Linked DNA regions of Mus musculus: all the other regions are linked to region 2. A link is a contact called in public Hi-C data. All regions are on one chromosome and are shown on one strand. The core of a region is the stretch at or near the end of the contact, and the rest is flanking DNA. Distances in the headings are between cores, read along the strand shown. Region 1 holds the start of Serpina6 (serine (or cysteine) peptidase inhibitor, clade A, member 6). Region 2 overlaps Ppp4r4 (protein phosphatase 4, regulatory subunit 4). Region 3 holds the start of Serpina10 (serine (or cysteine) peptidase inhibitor, clade A (alpha-1 antiproteinase, antitrypsin), member 10).

Region 1 (3,253 bases), core at 705-3,204, 110 kb before region 2:
CCTTACTAGCATGCATGGTGGGCCACAAAAAAGACTCCTGGCAGCTCCTGACATGACTTGCAGGGTACTCAGCCTGTAGAAGAGTCTCCTTCTACCCAGTAATTGTTACCAGTTATTTAACCTTGAGGAGGGGCCTTGTGAACCTAGTAACTTTCAGGAGTTTCCTGAGTGCTATGAGTTCTCTGTTGACTTCCCAAGTCTTTCATGATTCTCTCCACCTGGCTGACCCTCACATCATCCATACTGGTACTGGCTTTAGAGATATGGAGAGTACAAGAGTTGCAGGTTCATTTAGGCATCCACACACATTTTTATGGAAGGCCAGGGAGCTGAACTGCATGCAGTAGGAGCAAATCCCCCCCAAGAGAGCCCCTGGATGAGTAATAATGTCATGAACTGTGGATGTAGCATTTGAGCACCAGTGGATATCCCAGGATGTGGAAGATACCAGGAATGGGGGATATCTGCTAAGAAAAGCTATAGGAAATGAACAAAGTCCACCCAGGAGGCAGTCTATGTGGGCTGCTAACACCAGCCTGTGGAAGCCGGGTGGCTCAGACCTGTTGGAGTGCACACCATGATAACTAACACACACCTGACTCTGCTTTCCCAGTGCTGGAATTAAAGGAGCATACCAGTACACTCAGCTAGCTATGAAAAATATTTATTCTACAAATCAAGATGAGACAAATCTTTGGCAATAATGTCCAAAATTGGCTTACAAACTAGAAATCTTGAAAGGGGCAACAATTATTAACAAAACTGGACTGCCCAAACTTCGAGGCATGACCTCTAACCTTCCTTATTTCCCATGGGAGCAGCGCCCTTCATCCTTTTTTGGAAGTGATGCTGCTGTCAATCAAGCACAGGGCTCTGGGCTCGGCTTGGGGCTTGGGGCTTGGGGCTCGGGGCTGTAGGCTCAGGGTTTGGGACACAGAGCTCTGCACTTGAGGCCCCAGGGCTCAGGGTTCGTGGTGGGTATTCACAGAGGCACATTCCCTTGGACCGTGTGGTTGGTGCAGGGACAGACAAATACTTCTGTCCACAGTCCTCTGAGGGGCTGAAAGAAACTGTGAGGCCATACATACGTACGTACGTACATACATACATACACACATTAATTTTCCCTTTGCTTTTAGCCTGTGAGATCCACGAGATCGCACCAACTAAGGCTCTGGCAGGCTCTTTCTCCCCACTGCAACAGAAGTACTATGGAATGAGAGGAGAAGAAGGAGAAGAAAGATAGTGACTGACTGGAGACCCTGCAGCCTTTCCACTCCTTGGAAGTCCTAGTTATAAAGGAAAACAAAGAAACACAAATAGTATTTCTTTGATGTGTGCCTCCTGCGACAAAAGTGATCTGGAGAGTAAACGCACGGGTGAGAGTAAGAGAGCTGGACTTCAGGAGGGAATTGGCTGCAGGGCAGTTCATTCCATCTCCAGCCCTTCTCAGTTTCCTTCTTTAAAGAAGAGACATTGCTAAGGTACAGAGCTCAGTGGCAGAGCCCTTGACCAGCATGCATAAGGTCTTGGGTTCAACCCCGGTGACAACAGAAAACTTCAATTAAAAGCACAACTAGGTCAAGACAATCTCATAAAGAAGGGAGATCGTAGCAGTCTGTTCAGTGAATCATTGGGAGGCCTGAGATAACCCAGGGAAAGACCTTGGACAGTCACACATTCATTCATACATCTCTGTTTCCCCTACCCTTGCCTGATTCTTCCCCTCCTGGTGCCAAGGCACCTGGCTCCTCACAGAGTCCATGCCATGGCGCTTATCAATGACACCAATGAGTCCCCTGCCAGATGGCACAGGGCAACCATGAACCCTGACGCAACTCTAGCCACACTTTGATATTAAAAATAAAACTTCAGGGGACAGCATGCAATGTCGAGCTGATTTGCAGAATTGCTGTGTTTACCCTTACTTTCTATAAAGCTTCCCATTGGTTGATGCTTGGGGGGTGGGGGCCACCAAATGGTGAAGGCCACTGCCCCCCTCCTCTAACCATTAACCAGCAAGACACCAGCAAACAAGATTTAGTGGGGAGTCTCCCCGAAGCCTTACTGTACGTGTGCTAGGATTCCAGACAGCAAAGCAGAGCCAGAAGGAACAGCTGGAGCCCACAGCAGACGTGAGTCACCCCTGACAGTACTCTGTGCCTCTTGCTCCTACCAGGGTCCCTGACTCTATATCTGCTGCACTCCAGAACACAGCAGTGCCTGCTTGCTTGAGATTTTTAATAGATGAACATGAGGGTAGCTAGCTGTGTCATGAGGCGACCATGTGGAATACTTCTTCGATCCCATAGTCTGTGGTTCAGCCACTTGGTTTTGATTTCCCTTCAGCTTCTTACATTGCAGGAGGCTGTCACTGAGAGCTGGGTTTATGCTTTATTGCTACCTGTTGCCTGGTGCCTTAGCATCCAGGAATGAGAAGGAATCTCAGAGCTGAGATGGATTAGTGCCAGGCAGCACTATTGAGTAGGGTTGTAGTGCACAGGTGGTATATGCAGGGACCCTCTAAAGAGTGCCCACACCCCATGCCATAGTAACTCAGTAATGTGTAGTGGGGGGTGATACAGCTGGAGGGAGAATGACCTGCTTCTCTGTGCATCACACCACGTGCTATGATGCCTAAATCCCCGCCTGATCCAAGGCACTTCAGAGAGGCGTGGCAAGGAAGATATTACTAGGAAGAAACACATGACCTTAGTCTTTTTTGTAGGCTGGCCTTAAAGAGCCACCTTGCTGGCCACGTGGTTTTCAGTAGAGAAAGCAAGAGGTGTGACTCTGAAGGTGCACACCCCGACCTACACGGAAGCTCTACATCACCTAGCTCTGGTGTCCCATCTCTACAATGAGGTGCAGGATGCCTCGTGAAGTGAGTGTGCATAATCATGCACTGATGACAGCCACACCAGGCATTCACAACCGTCTTCTGAGGCAGGAGGATTTACTCTCCAGCCTGTAGGTTTGATACAGGGAGAATGAGGCACACAGTTGCACCCAGAAACAGCAGGAAGAGAAAGAAGGCCAAGCCAACTGTTGACTGGGGTATTCCTTCCCCAAGGGGGATTCATAGACAGGTATAGCCCGGTGCTGAAACCAAGATGAAACCAACAAGGCCGGTGGCAGAGAGAAGGGGAGAAGAAAAGCTTCCTGGAGGCAGTAACCAAGCACCTGAATCTCAAAGGCCAAGAGGGAATGAGACAGGGGAGAAAAGGAAGGGGTGGGCCTAGAGGGGAGCCCC
Region 2 (3,149 bases), core at 366-2,865:
GGACTTGCCTAGTGCCCTGAGTTTGATCCTCATTGCCGCAGAAAAAAGGAATTTCTAAGTTGATGCTGCCACAAGAGCTGTCAGATGGCTTATCTGATGACATCAATGCTAGTAAAAATTACTTTACTGATGATCCCTGATATGTGCCCTCGGCTATCAAAATGCTATGTTTGCAGGGAGCAGAGGTTGTATTTGTTGTACAGGGCCACCATCCTCAGCTTTATTAAACATTAAACAGCTTCCAGCTGTCGAATGGCCTCCAACTACCTAAAATTGAGCTGGTTCTCTATCGTCATCTTTTTACAGAGGCACAAAACAGCTGTCTGACTCTCAAACATACATCTTGGAATTAGCTTCCCTCTCCTCACACTGCACAGCAAACCTCACAACACTCTAAAGCAGGACGAAATCTCCACTTGCCCTGGAATAGAACTAACTTTTAAAATACAAGTATACCTGAGGTATCATTAAATTTTATTTTTATGTAATTTACTTTGAATTTTTTCCATTTTGTAATTCCATATTAAGATTATTTTTGGTGTTAGCATTGATGTTTTATTAGACATAGACATAAAATAAGTACTGTAAAATTTTTGTTTTATATGTGTGTGTGTGTGTGTGTGTGTCTGTATTAATAATCACGCACACACAAACATGCACTTGTATATATCCAGTCACAATTTAAAATGTATTCCTATTGGTGAGCATACAGGCAGAAAAGTATAATAATGAAGTTCAAAGTTTTGCAGAGTAAAAGGGAAATCGTGAAGGACTGCTTTCACCCGGAGCTGCAGAGGTGGAGCTGAATGGCATAAAGGCATGCAAAATATGAAGGTTCTGGAAGCTCCAGTCCCTGGTAGGTTTTTTAAAGAACCGTATGATTTCCTCATTAACTGAAAACTTTGGAAAGAAAATCCTTTCAAAATGCTTCTAAAACATATTTTGGATATGTCATGGCACAGCAGGAGGGCTAGATTAACCAAGATGATTTAAGCGAGAAGCTCAGACGGGGAAATAAAATGGCAAGCAACACTTGGAAGACAGAGACATGAAGTCTGGCATCTGTAAGAAACAGGTGATAAGTAGCTACTGCAGGAAAAGGAAAAGACCCGATTACCGAACCTTCAGAAAACAAGTGGGCTGATGGGGTCAATCTTGCAGGAAGTATTTATCCAAAACTGTTCTCCATCCTCCATCACAATCTAATAATCACCTTTGTCAGGCAGCAGTTAGTGGCTGGGCACTTCAGAGGACTGATGGGAAAGGAAGAGCATACAACTGAAATGATTTAAAAGGGTAGTCGGGCTTCAATAACAAGTGAACATACTTAGATTAAAAAGTGATGAATGCAATTTCACATTTGGAAGACCAGCAAGACATTCTAAAGAGGACACCTTGTAGAAGTACAATACCAGAGTTCCAGCACAGTATCTTGGCCTGAAGTTCAGTTAAAAAAAAAAAAAAAAAAAAAAAAAAAAAACCCTGCAGACCAGATTTGAAAATGAGATCACGGAAACGATGACTAAAATCCAGAGTGAACAGTATGAGCCACACAGAGAGTCCAATAACACGTAATAGTTCCTGCCTGCTCATATGACTGATACGCTGGTAAATAAGACACTGAGTTGGAAGAAACATAAGGCAAACAGATCAATTATAGCACTTAAAGAGATCTCGAGTCAACTAAGTCAGTGTGCAAAAGCTGTGTGGAACAATGACTCCTCCTCCCTAACGCTAATGAGACACAAAGGGATCCAAGCCTTCACTTGAGGCTTTAGGCTGGGAGTTGTTAGGTGCTGTGAAGAATGAGAATTTCCTTTACTGTGCCTATACCCAAAATCATCAAAGGCAGCTACTATGGAGACCAGCAAACCCATATTTAAGAATGCACTGCTAACAATGCCCAAATTACAGACTCAGCTTAGGTGCCCATTAGTGAATGAAAATGAAACATATGCATATATGTATGTATGTACATACATACATACATACATACATACATAAAGACAAAGAAAGATAAAATTATGTCATTTTCAGGAAAACAGAAGGAAATAGAAATCATCATCTTAGTGAAATAAAGCAGCCCCACAAAGCCAGGCACTGCATATCTTCTCTCGTGTGGGATCTAGGAGACAAGGAGACCTGAAGGTAATAGTGAAGTTATTAGGGATACGCATTGACAAAGGGAGCAGGATAAGAAAAATAGGGAAATATCAAAGTACATTCTATTCATGTACAGAAAAACCCTTATTTGGTAAAATCAACATGGGCTAACTTTCAAATTTTCGTACAGTCGTTACTATAAGTTTCTTTTGATGGTTCTTCAAAGATTTTATTATTTTTATTTTATGTATATGTTTTCCCTGCATGTGTGCATGTATGTATACATGTGAGCAGTGCCAAAAGATGGCCTTGGATCCCCTGGCACTGGAGTTACAGACAACTATGAGCCACCATGTGGGTGCTAGGAATCAAACTAAGGTTCACTGCCAAAACAGTACGTGCTTTTAACCACTTAGCTATCTCTCCAGCCCTTTGATTTTTTTTTAAATGGCCAAAAGCTATCAGATATGGGTCGGAGAACCACTTGTTTGACAGCTTTCAAAACATTGTGCCTGGTTCCCTAAAGCTCAAGAAGTCTCTTCTGGGTCAGTTAAATGGCTCTGACAACTTAAGTGCAAGTCCCAGGACCCACATGGGAGAAGGACCCATTCCCACAAGCTGTCCTCGGAATGCCACACATGTGCTGTGACATGTGTACATATATACATGCACATGCATGAAAAATAAATGTGAAAACTATTTTTAAAAGCAGTCAGCTGAACTGTCACCACGGCAGCTGGCTGCTTTGAACACTCTGACTGTCCTGAGGAAACTCCACCCCAACTACAAGGAACACTTCAGCTGCTACAACCGTCCTCACTTCTGTTTCAGGAGGCTTTGAACAAGCACTCCAGACAATATGCAATGACAGTAAGGCTCAGTGAAAGAGGTGACTTACTTTACCCTGCAGCTAACCTCACTTAGGATGTCTCACAAGGGAGCACCTCCACACCGACTCATCGAAAGGCCTGTGGTCCGTGTTTACAGACCTGTGGCTGGAGTATATTTACAGCATGTGATTGGGACAAGGAGCAGGCACTGTGAAG
Region 3 (3,128 bases), core at 364-2,863, 81 kb before region 2:
TCCCTTGAGGAAATGCCTCCATGAGATCCAGCTGTAAGGTATTTCCTCAATTAGTGATCAAGGGTGGCAGGGTCCATTGTGGGTGGTGCCACCCCTGGGCTGGTGGTCCTGGCTTCTATAAGCAAGCAAGCTGAGCAAGCGAGGGGAAGCAAGCCAGTAAGCAGCATCCCTCCATGGCCTCTGCATCAGCTCCTGTTCCAAGTTCCTGCTATTTGTGAGTTCCTGTCCTGACTTCCTTTGGTGATGAACAGCAATATGGAAGTGTAAGCTTAATAAACCGTTTCCTCCCCAACTTGCTTCTTGGTCATGATGTTTGTGCAGAACTAGAAACCCTGACTAAGACAGCAATGTTGATGATCTTTAATAAAATATACTAATCCATGTCTATGTTGTGGTTTGAAAAACTGAAAATGTGTTGGGAGTCCTTGGTTCAGGTGAGATGTGTCAGCTAGCCACCTCTACCTGTGAGGAGGGGCCTGCCAGCCGGTGATCACATGCCACTCCTTAGTCTGCTTTCAAGCAAGGTGCCTCTCAGGATGACAGGCCACAAACTTCCTGTCAGCCAGTGCATTGCTTAATGGAGTTCTTCCTCAATGGCTACCTTCCTGTCCAATGAGTGTCCTCCATCATGAGATGAGCAGATAGATGGTCACATCTGCCAGCACAGATATCCTGGAACACCGCTGTACTTAAAGGCGTTATTTTCTTTTGCCTTCATGTTATAGCTGGAACATTACTGTTTCTTATCTGCTTTTTTTAATTTGAGAAATCCTTTTATTTATTTTTTTTCAGATAGGGTCTCATGTAGCCAGGCTGGCCTTAAACTTGCTATGTAGCCACGAATGACCTTGAACCTCTGATCCTCTTGCCCCCACTTCCATAGTGCTGGGATAACAGGTGTGCTCCACTGAGCCTTATTTCATGCAGTGCTAGGGACCAAAACCTGGAGACACTCAACGAACTGAGCTATAACCACACCCCATCGCTGGTTTGTTGTTGTTGTTGTTGTTGTTGCTGCTGCTGCTGCTGCTGCTGTTTCTCTTTTGATTGTTGTTGTTGTTGTTGTTTTTTCAATTTTGTGGGTAGGGTATATAAACTTTGTCTCACTTCAAGGCTAGAAAGGGACATATAGCAAAACTTACAATGACAACCTAGTAGGTCTGAAAAGCTGTACCTCACAGGGTGCTTTCCAGCTCAGGCTCTGAGTACTTGAGAGGTTCAGCCTCAAGAGACAGAAGGTAGTACATTGACCTTGTGCAGGGCTTGTATTGTAAGACATGACCCAACAGGAATCCAGTCTCCATTACTGGACTGACAGTTCCTTACGGACAAGACAGTGGGTCTGAAATTCTACCCAAATCCCTTTATGGTTCCCAGAAGCAGCCATGAGGCCCATGATAACCTTCTTTCTAGAACCTTCATCCCCACCCCAATGAGGGTGAGACTCTTGTGAATTCTGGTCATAGTTGGGGCCATAGGACGAGCCTGGGGAATACCAGAAGTTCTTTGGTTTTCTGGAAATGCAATCATATCCCAGCAGGGTGTTAATCAGTAACAGTCCCCAGAGGCCCACACTTTGGAATAACAAATATTTACTGAAGGCTTTGGGCTGCAAAGCTTCTGCTTGCCTCTTTGCTCTGAATGATCTTCTCGGCACCAGAGGTCCAGGACTGGTAAGAGGTGGTGGATGGCAGGGGTGCCTCTAGAGTGTCTACCAGGGAGAGGTGGGAGAATAGCTGTTTTCTCGCTCTCACTCTCTCTCTCCCAGTGGGCTTCAGCAGGGAGTGGGTGGGGTGGGGGAGTTAGAGGGCAAGAATGCTGTCTTTCACCTAAACTCCAAAGGACTGTACATTGAAGTTGGGCTCCGGGTAGCATCAAAAACATGTTAGCCATAGATAGGAGGCAGCCAGGGCAAGGGCTCTGAAGGCCTGGTATTTGTCTGCCACAGCTCACTGCCGAAGCAAGTGAGCCAGGGCTGGGGGGAGGTAAGGGAGGCACTGCTCTACACACATGCTCAGGGCTAAGTGTCAGGTAGGTAGCTTATTTCCTGCCCATCTCAAACTCTGTGGGACAAGGTGTGCCCTCTATACACCCGACGCTGCCCTAGGTCCCAGGAGCACCCCGTGTATATTGTGTATGGCTGTCATGATGATGATGAGGGACCTGAAAAGACAAGTTACCCTCTTCAGTAAGCAGGCGCAGCAACGGTCAGGTGCTACAGAGACACTTCAGGGGACGACTTAGTTCTAGGAAAGTGGGACATTGTGCTGGTGTGTTGGGAAATGTTCCTGACGGCCGAGACAATGACAAGTAACTATGGAATCAGGACTAATCTGAGCGCTTAATTTACAAAGCAGAGCTAAATACCATGACAGAATTCTCCCGGGGCAGCTCAGGCTGTTGGGACAGAATAGCCAACAAATGTGCAAATGTGTTTGCACAGTTCTGGAGGCCCAAGGTGAGGGACAACATGGTTGGGCTGTGATGAGGGCTCACCTCCTGGTTTGCAGATGGTGGTCTTCTCAGTGTGTTCTTGGTGGAGAGAGGAAGGCTCTGGTGTCTCTTCCTCTTCTTATAAGGACACTAAAGCCCTCACAATCGCCCCACAATTCAGACATCATCTAGTCACTCTCAAAGGCCCCACCTTGCCATAGCCTCACCTTGGAGGATATGGCCTCAGTTTTGAGTTGTGAAGGACTAAAGGCAAGTTGTCCATTTAAACAAAAAGATGAATGTATGACACTGGAGATGTTTCGTACCTGGAAAGAAGTAATGACCCGATGCTTACAGCAATGTGGTGACCTACTAAGGGGCCTCATCATTATGGCTGGGAAGCAATTCCTAAATGGTAACATTTGGGAGACCCAGCAGGGTTATCCAGGCTAGAAAGTGGGGATGCTGGCTTCTTTGGGGTCATTTAGCAAGACCTGTGTCTTGGGGCTGGATGTGGTTTGTTACGGGTACAGAAGAGGGACTGGGAGCAACTGGAGCGCTTCTTGTCACATTCTGACTTAGAGTCTAATGGTCAGAGTGAGGGGCTGTGCTGATGGGACCTATCAAGCATCCCCAACACCTATGGCTTGAGCATCTTGCCATCCAGATCTTCCTATTGTCCAGCAGAGAGTGAG

Evidence for each region. Hi-C and Micro-C count contacts between places; a contact is called where the count stands out from the background.
Region 1: a contact with region 2 is called in a Hi-C map of liver, with 6 times the contacts expected there. The contact joins the promoter of Serpina6 here to the enhancer-like site in region 2. A contact is called at or near these places in 1 of 39 promoter capture datasets (liver), 3 of 15 datasets of contacts at CTCF or cohesin (embryonic stem cells and pro-B cells), 87 of 484 Hi-C or Micro-C datasets (the AML12 cell line, the AtT-20 cell line, B cells and 43 more), 11 of 115 datasets of contacts at active chromatin or transcription factors (astrocytes, embryonic stem cells, extraembryonic endoderm stem cells and 5 more) and 2 of 9 other capture datasets (adipose tissue and pancreatic islet).
Region 3: a Hi-C map of liver shows a contact between it and region 2, with 2.1 times the contacts expected there. The contact joins the promoter of Serpina10 here to the enhancer-like site in region 2. A contact is called at or near these places in 3 of 39 promoter capture datasets (the 3T3-L1 cell line, the HPC-7 cell line and maxillary cranial neural crest), 3 of 15 datasets of contacts at CTCF or cohesin (embryonic stem cells and pro-B cells), 101 of 484 Hi-C or Micro-C datasets (the AML12 cell line, the AtT-20 cell line, B cells and 51 more), 13 of 115 datasets of contacts at active chromatin or transcription factors (astrocytes, embryonic stem cells, extraembryonic endoderm stem cells and 6 more) and 2 of 9 other capture datasets (adipose tissue and pancreatic islet).

The regions. Positions count from the first base shown.
Region 1 is chr12:103,655,919-103,659,171 of GRCm38.p6, reverse strand. It overlaps Serpina6 (serine (or cysteine) peptidase inhibitor, clade A, member 6), which reads left to right and starts at 1,954. Exons shown (of 5, transcript NM_007618.3): 1 at 1,954-2,135.
Region 2 is chr12:103,548,662-103,551,810 of GRCm38.p6, reverse strand. All of the region lies in intron 2 of Ppp4r4 (protein phosphatase 4, regulatory subunit 4), which reads right to left. Among named protein-coding and RNA genes, the nearest start is that of Ppp4r4, 18 kb to the right of the region's middle. Within about 2 kb of position 1,615, at least 15 of the 459 cell types and tissues checked have an H3K27ac peak or open chromatin away from gene starts, as enhancers often do. A contact at or near this core is called in Th2 cells, fibro-adipogenic progenitors, hepatocytes and 3 more, where this site is marked.
Region 3 is chr12:103,629,929-103,633,056 of GRCm38.p6, reverse strand. It overlaps Serpina10 (serine (or cysteine) peptidase inhibitor, clade A (alpha-1 antiproteinase, antitrypsin), member 10), which reads left to right and starts at 1,613. Exons shown (of 5, transcript NM_144834.4): 1 at 1,613-1,673.